2 separate regions of the Rattus norvegicus genome follow, and region 2 is linked to region 1. The links are chromatin contacts, called in public Hi-C maps. All regions are on one chromosome and are shown on one strand. The core of a region is the stretch at or near the end of the contact, and the rest is flanking DNA. Distances in the headings are between cores, read along the strand shown.

Region 1 (2,700 bases), core at 114-2,613:
CATTGGATACCCTAGAACTGAAGTTAGATGGAGTTCACATGTGGGAAGTAGGAATTGAACCTGGTCCTTTGCAAGACCAACAAGTGCTCTTAACCTCTGACCCATCTCTACAACCCTATCAAGGGTTTTCTTAAAATTTGTAAAATTTTTTTTTTCTTTTTTGAGACAGAATTTCTCTGTGGAATCCTGGCAGTAGATCTCCTGTAGAACAGGCTGGCTTTGAACTAAGATTTGCTGGGATTAAAGGCATGTGCCATCACATCCGGCTTAAAACTTGTAAATTCTTAATGTAGTGTACATAACACATATAACAGGACATTAATCATATGTGTATAATTCGAGGAACACACACACACACACACACACACACACACACACACACCTTTAACCAATACCAAACACCCCAAAAAGTTCTACTATGTCCCTTCCCAATCAGTAGCCACAGGCTCAGAGACAAGCAGCATTCTGACTTCTACCGGGAGAACTCTTGAATTAGCTTCTGAGCATCACCGTGTGCACGCTAAGCGCTCTAAGGAGTCCTGCTCTCAGTCTGTGCTTGGAGTGCACAAATCTGAGATGTTTTATCAGGCAAAAAAGTGAAAAGTAGAGGCAGGAATCTCAGCATCCGATATTAAGGCTCAAAAGATGGAGGAAGGGGTCAGACAGAGACAAGAACTCTGAGTCCCATTGCGTTTCGTGGCCAGGGAAGGCTCGACAGAGGAAGACATTACACTGGACTCTGATGGATGAGCAGGAATTTGTGTATAGAAAAGGAGACATGCTTTGAGTCGAAGCCACATTTCACCTGAGTCTGGTGGATTCTGAGAATGAAGAAGGGAGGCATCGCCCCGAGCTTGTGAAGCCTCAAAACCCCTCTCTGAACACATATGAGCTGCCATTTGAGTTGGGAGTTTAAGATGCCTAGGAGAGGCGATAAAGTAAAAGGTCATATTACAAAATAGGACAGCGAGAGGCTTGGGCTCCAAGGAAGAAGCCAGAACTTCACCAGGGGAGGAGCAGGGAACCATCGACTTCAGGCAGGGACAGAAAAGTTTTCCAGAGTCAATTTTTGAGATTCAGGACTCAAGATCCGCGGCTCCGACTACGTAGTCGCCTAGGATTCGAAGGATTTCCCCGCGTGGACCTCTGCGGACACCAGCCAGGCAGCTTGTCTAGCTGCGCAGCTTTGCGGAGTAGCCTCGCAGCGCTGAATGCTTTATGCCCGAATCGACCAATGGGCTGGCGGCACCCGGTTGCCCTGGCTACGGAGCGGACAGGGGCGGGGCCGGAGCACCGGGGCGGGGCTAGGGCGGGGCTTATATAAGCGAGCGGCGGGCGCAAGGCGGGGCGTGGGGTCGGTGGCTGCTGGGCGCGCGGGGCGCAGGCCGCGGGGCCGGAGCCGGGGGGAGCGAGCGAGCGGAGGCGCCGAGGATCCGATTCACTCGCTGGGGAGACCTATGGGCCGAAGCCGTGTAAATGCGTTTTAAGGCGAGTGCAGGAGATGGCTGGGGGGAGCCTTGGGGAGCGGGTGCCCACTAGGCTTTGGGCGCTGACCTGTCCCCTGGTCCCCCTTGCCTCCTCTCAGCAGGGGCCTCGGCTCCGCAACTGCCACTCCTCCTCGGGGTGTTGCACAAGTTTCGAGGTCACCGGCGACCCCCCCTAGCAGCGCGCCTGGCTCTGGCCCCCGCGAAGGAGGACGGGGCTTGGTAAGGAGGCCTGGGGCTGGGGTGCGGGACCCCTGCCCTGCACTCGAGGGAGCGGTCCCGTGGACAGAACCACCGGTGGCTCTTAGAGCATTCTTAGCGTGTCAGAACCAGCCTTTTATAAATGGGGAAACTGACCCAAGGTCATGAAGCAGAGAGCAGACTCGAACTTAATAAGCTCACGGGTTTTGGCCCTTTAGGTAGTCGTGGTCCGGACTGGAGGATTCCTTCAGAAGGAAGGCGACATCCTCACCTAGGTTTCTCAGATCTGTCCACCACACTTTCTTTTCCTTCCAATCCCAAATTTCAGAACTGGAAAAGAACTCCAAAGCAATCCAATTTAACCGATGGGGATAATTGAGGCTCTAGCAGAGACATCATCACCGTTCCCAGCGAACCTCAGCTTCTCAGGCTTGTGCTTGGGGGTGGGGTGGGGTGCAGAGCATGACCGTGTAGGGAAGCTAGGCCCGGGGAGGTGAGGGTGCAGCCTGCTCCCCAGCGGTCTCCTCCATCTCCCTCTCCCCACAGTGTGTTGCATACTTTCTAAGGCGGTGGCCAAGGCAGCCAGCGGTGCTCCAAGGCAGCAGTTTCATCCAGCCCCTGGGCTCCCCCTGCTCAGCATGGCTGGCTACCTCAGTGAATCGGACTTTGTGATGGTGGAGGAGGGCTTCAGCACCCGGGATCTGCTGGAGGAACTCACTCTGGGGGCCTCCCAGGCCACCACGGTGAGGGGATGGAAATGGGTGTGGGTTGATTGCCTGTCCTCTCTCTGTAGGAGACCCCTCGTTCTCTCATTTGGTTTTGGTATTTACTTGATATTTTCTAGACTGCCCCCTTTATCCCCAATTCTTGGTCCTTGCCCGACACCTGCCCTCCCTGTGTTCTCTGCCTTGAGAAAAGAACAGCATCACCACAGTCGCAGCACTCGAGGTGGGAACTTAGGAGTTCCGGCCTTCTGCTCTCTCCCCTCCTACAGGCAGGCGTACCCAGCTCTGTG
Region 2 (2,700 bases), core at 155-2,654, 230 kb before region 1:
GGTCTTAGAGCCAGGGTCTTCGTATAGAGCTCTACCTAGCCAGGAACTCATTATGTGAACAGGGCTGGTTTCCAAGTTGCAGTTATCCCCCTGTCTCTGACTCTCAGATATTGAGATTACAGGTAGCATGTACCAGCACACCCAGGATAGGTAAATTAAAAAGCTTGGTGGGACAACCGCCTTTAGCTTAATTCTAGTCCAGTCTTTATCTGGCTTGTAAAACAAAGTTTACAAGGCCTCATGACTTGGCTTCTACCTGCCTCTCCTAAAAGCACAAATCAGAGACAGCGATAGGTTCTGTGGAGGTACATCTGAGGCCCAGCAGACAGGGATGGAGACAGCTCTGGTAGGGAGGTTTTTTTTTTTTTTTTTTTTTTTTTTAATGCTTAAGGAAGGCCTTTCTCAGAAAGTTCCTATGACCTGAGTTCTGAAAAGTAATGGGAGCGAGCGGGCTGGCTGAAGAGATGGCTCAGAGAAGGCAGGAAGGTGAAGTAATGAACACTATGGTGGCTGGGTAGCACTGTGCTCCCTCTACTCCAAGTAAATCAGACTTCTTGGAGAAAGAACATGGCCCTGATTCCCTAGAGTCTAGCAATGTTCCCGGAATGTAATAGGATGGGTAATATGAGGTTCCCAGCCCCAGAATGACTATAGTACAAGATAAGGGTACACAGAGTGAGCCCGTTGTAGTTTCTTTTGCACCCTGAGAATGGGTGCTTGACTGACTTAGTGATCAACTAGCAGAGAGGGCCTTAGAGCCGCCCAGGGACGGAGACCGCGGCTCCTCACATTTAAGGATCGGTCTCGGGAATCACGGAAATCAGTACCCAACGGTGCATCCCAACCCCAAGGCCCGACCTGCAGGTTCCGGGTGATAAGGTGTAGCTTCTCCTCAGGGCTTGGAGCATCCCCCATGGCTCCGCTCTCTCGGTTTCCCGCGCTCAGCCGGCACCCGCGCCCTTTCCTCGTTCGCCGCCGTCTCCGCGTGCCGGGAACTGTCACGCTAGTCCCGTCAGGTTGCATCAGCTGAGCTCGTAGCTCCGCTTGATAGGCCTAGATCCTCTCCCTCATCCCCGCGAGTAGCCCCGAGTCAGGAGCAGCAGAGAGCCGAAAGAATCGATGAAACAGGAAGGGGCGGAGCCAGAAAAAACAGTGTAGGTGGGATGGGAGGCGGGGTTAGGAAGGCTGCCCAGGACACAACCCTCTCAGGGGCGGGGCGGTTTCCTGCCAATCACTGTTTGCTTGCCCTCCCCCTGGTGTTGGCCCCGCTGCCTCGGGGTGGGGGAGGTCGTGAAGGGGGCGATAAAATGGCGCAGGGGGCGGAGTGAGGTGCTGCCGCTCGCCCAGGCTTTGGCCCGGCTTCCGGAGGTGAAGAGCGGGAGGGACGAGGGGTCGGCGTCCGTCGTCTAGGCTAGGGGTCGGGGGCGCCTGTTGCTTCTTCACAGGGCCGCGTACGTCGTCTTCCCCCGTGAGGAGCAGGGAAGCTCGTCTCGCTGAGGGAAGGGCTGATTCTCCCTCCTGAGGTGATGGCGGGCGGGGAGGTTGTCCCTGCCCCCCACCTCCACGTCCGTGGGCGAGTGACGCCCCTCATCCTGCTGAGGAGAAGGGAGCTGTCAGGTCCTCGGGCTGCGTGCGAGGTCCGCCGGCCTCGCCAGTGGGGGAAGGGGGTCTTTCTCTCCCAGTGCCCTCGCCACGGGAGGGTGATGTCGCTAGGGAGAGCGGGGATGGCGGGCTTCCCGCGGTGCGTCGTGGCGGGAGAGGGCGACCCACTCCGGGCGACAGCGGGCCGCAGCCTGCTGAGGTGTGGCTGTCGGCGGCTGTCCCCCTGAGGTTGGGTGCACTGGTGGAGCCGGCGGGGACCTGTGTCGCCCCTTGGGGGGGAGGGGCACGGAGGAAACTCGCGCTTCTCCCGCTATCCGCGGGGAGGCGAGAACTCGCTCTCCCGAGTGGGAGGAGGGAAGTGCAAAGACCCTGGGCGCGGCGGGCAGCGTTCCTGAGGGGGAGGCCCGCGGCATCCTTGAAAGGCATCCCTGGGCCATCCAGGGCCGCAGGGAATTCTACAGACATCTCAGCATAAGCCCTGAAGAGGGCCACCAAATGAGGACGTAGTTCACCCGCTGCCTTCATTTTTCATTTTTTTCTCCCCGTGGTTGTTAGGAGCCCCAGGCTTTAATAGACTATTCTTAGAAAAGAAACCTGTTGCTTCAGTTTAGAAAAATCTGCTGCCTGGGCCTGTGTGGGATTTTTGGCTCCCTGGTCTGGAGGAATTGTTACCTAAAGCAGAGATTTCCAGACGGGGTTGTCTTTCCATTTTACAGTGTTTGCTGTTAGCACAGAGGGAGTTGCAAAATTCTTTCTGATAATGTCAGTTCGCGTTGTTTAAAAACATTTTTTTTGGAAGGGGCTCATTTTGATGATAACAGCCTCCGTTTGTGTGTGTGTTGTTTGCTTCACATGTATTGTGTTTAGGAGAGTTGGAAATCAAAGGCCAAGGAGAAGTCCCCTCCTTTGCAAAAAAAAAAAAAAAAAAAAAAAAAGATCCTTGCTTTTGGCCCTGTATATCAGACCCAGTTTGGTAGTAGTGGTTTTGGTTTTATGAGCCTTGAACGAGGATGTGTAGTATACATTTGGCATTGGTGTTTTACTGTCCTGAATAGAATGAGCCTTTGTGCACTAAGGGAATAGGTTTTTTGAGGTAAG

The links. Hi-C and Micro-C count contacts between places; a contact is called where the count stands out from the background.
Region 2: a Hi-C map of Schwann cells shows a contact between it and region 1, with 4 times the contacts expected there. The contact joins the promoter of S100pbp here to the promoter of Azin2 in region 1. A contact is called at or near these places in 4 of 12 Hi-C or Micro-C datasets (the A7r5 cell line, Schwann cells, frontal cortex and 1 more).

The regions. Positions count from the first base shown.
Region 1 is chr5:146,593,440-146,596,139 of GRCr8, reverse strand. It overlaps Azin2 (antizyme inhibitor 2), which reads left to right and starts at 1,363. Exons shown (of 11, transcript NM_001014261.3): 1 at 1,363-1,488; 2 at 1,586-1,706; 3 at 2,232-2,428. The coding sequence starts at 2,324.
Region 2 is chr5:146,818,526-146,821,225 of GRCr8, reverse strand. It overlaps S100pbp (S100P binding protein), which reads left to right and starts at 1,404. Exons shown (of 7, transcript NM_001134628.1): 1 at 1,404-1,523. Yars1 (tyrosyl-tRNA synthetase 1) reads right to left here and starts at 1,063. Exons shown (of 13, transcript NM_001025696.1): 1 at 859-1,063. The coding sequence starts at 1,023.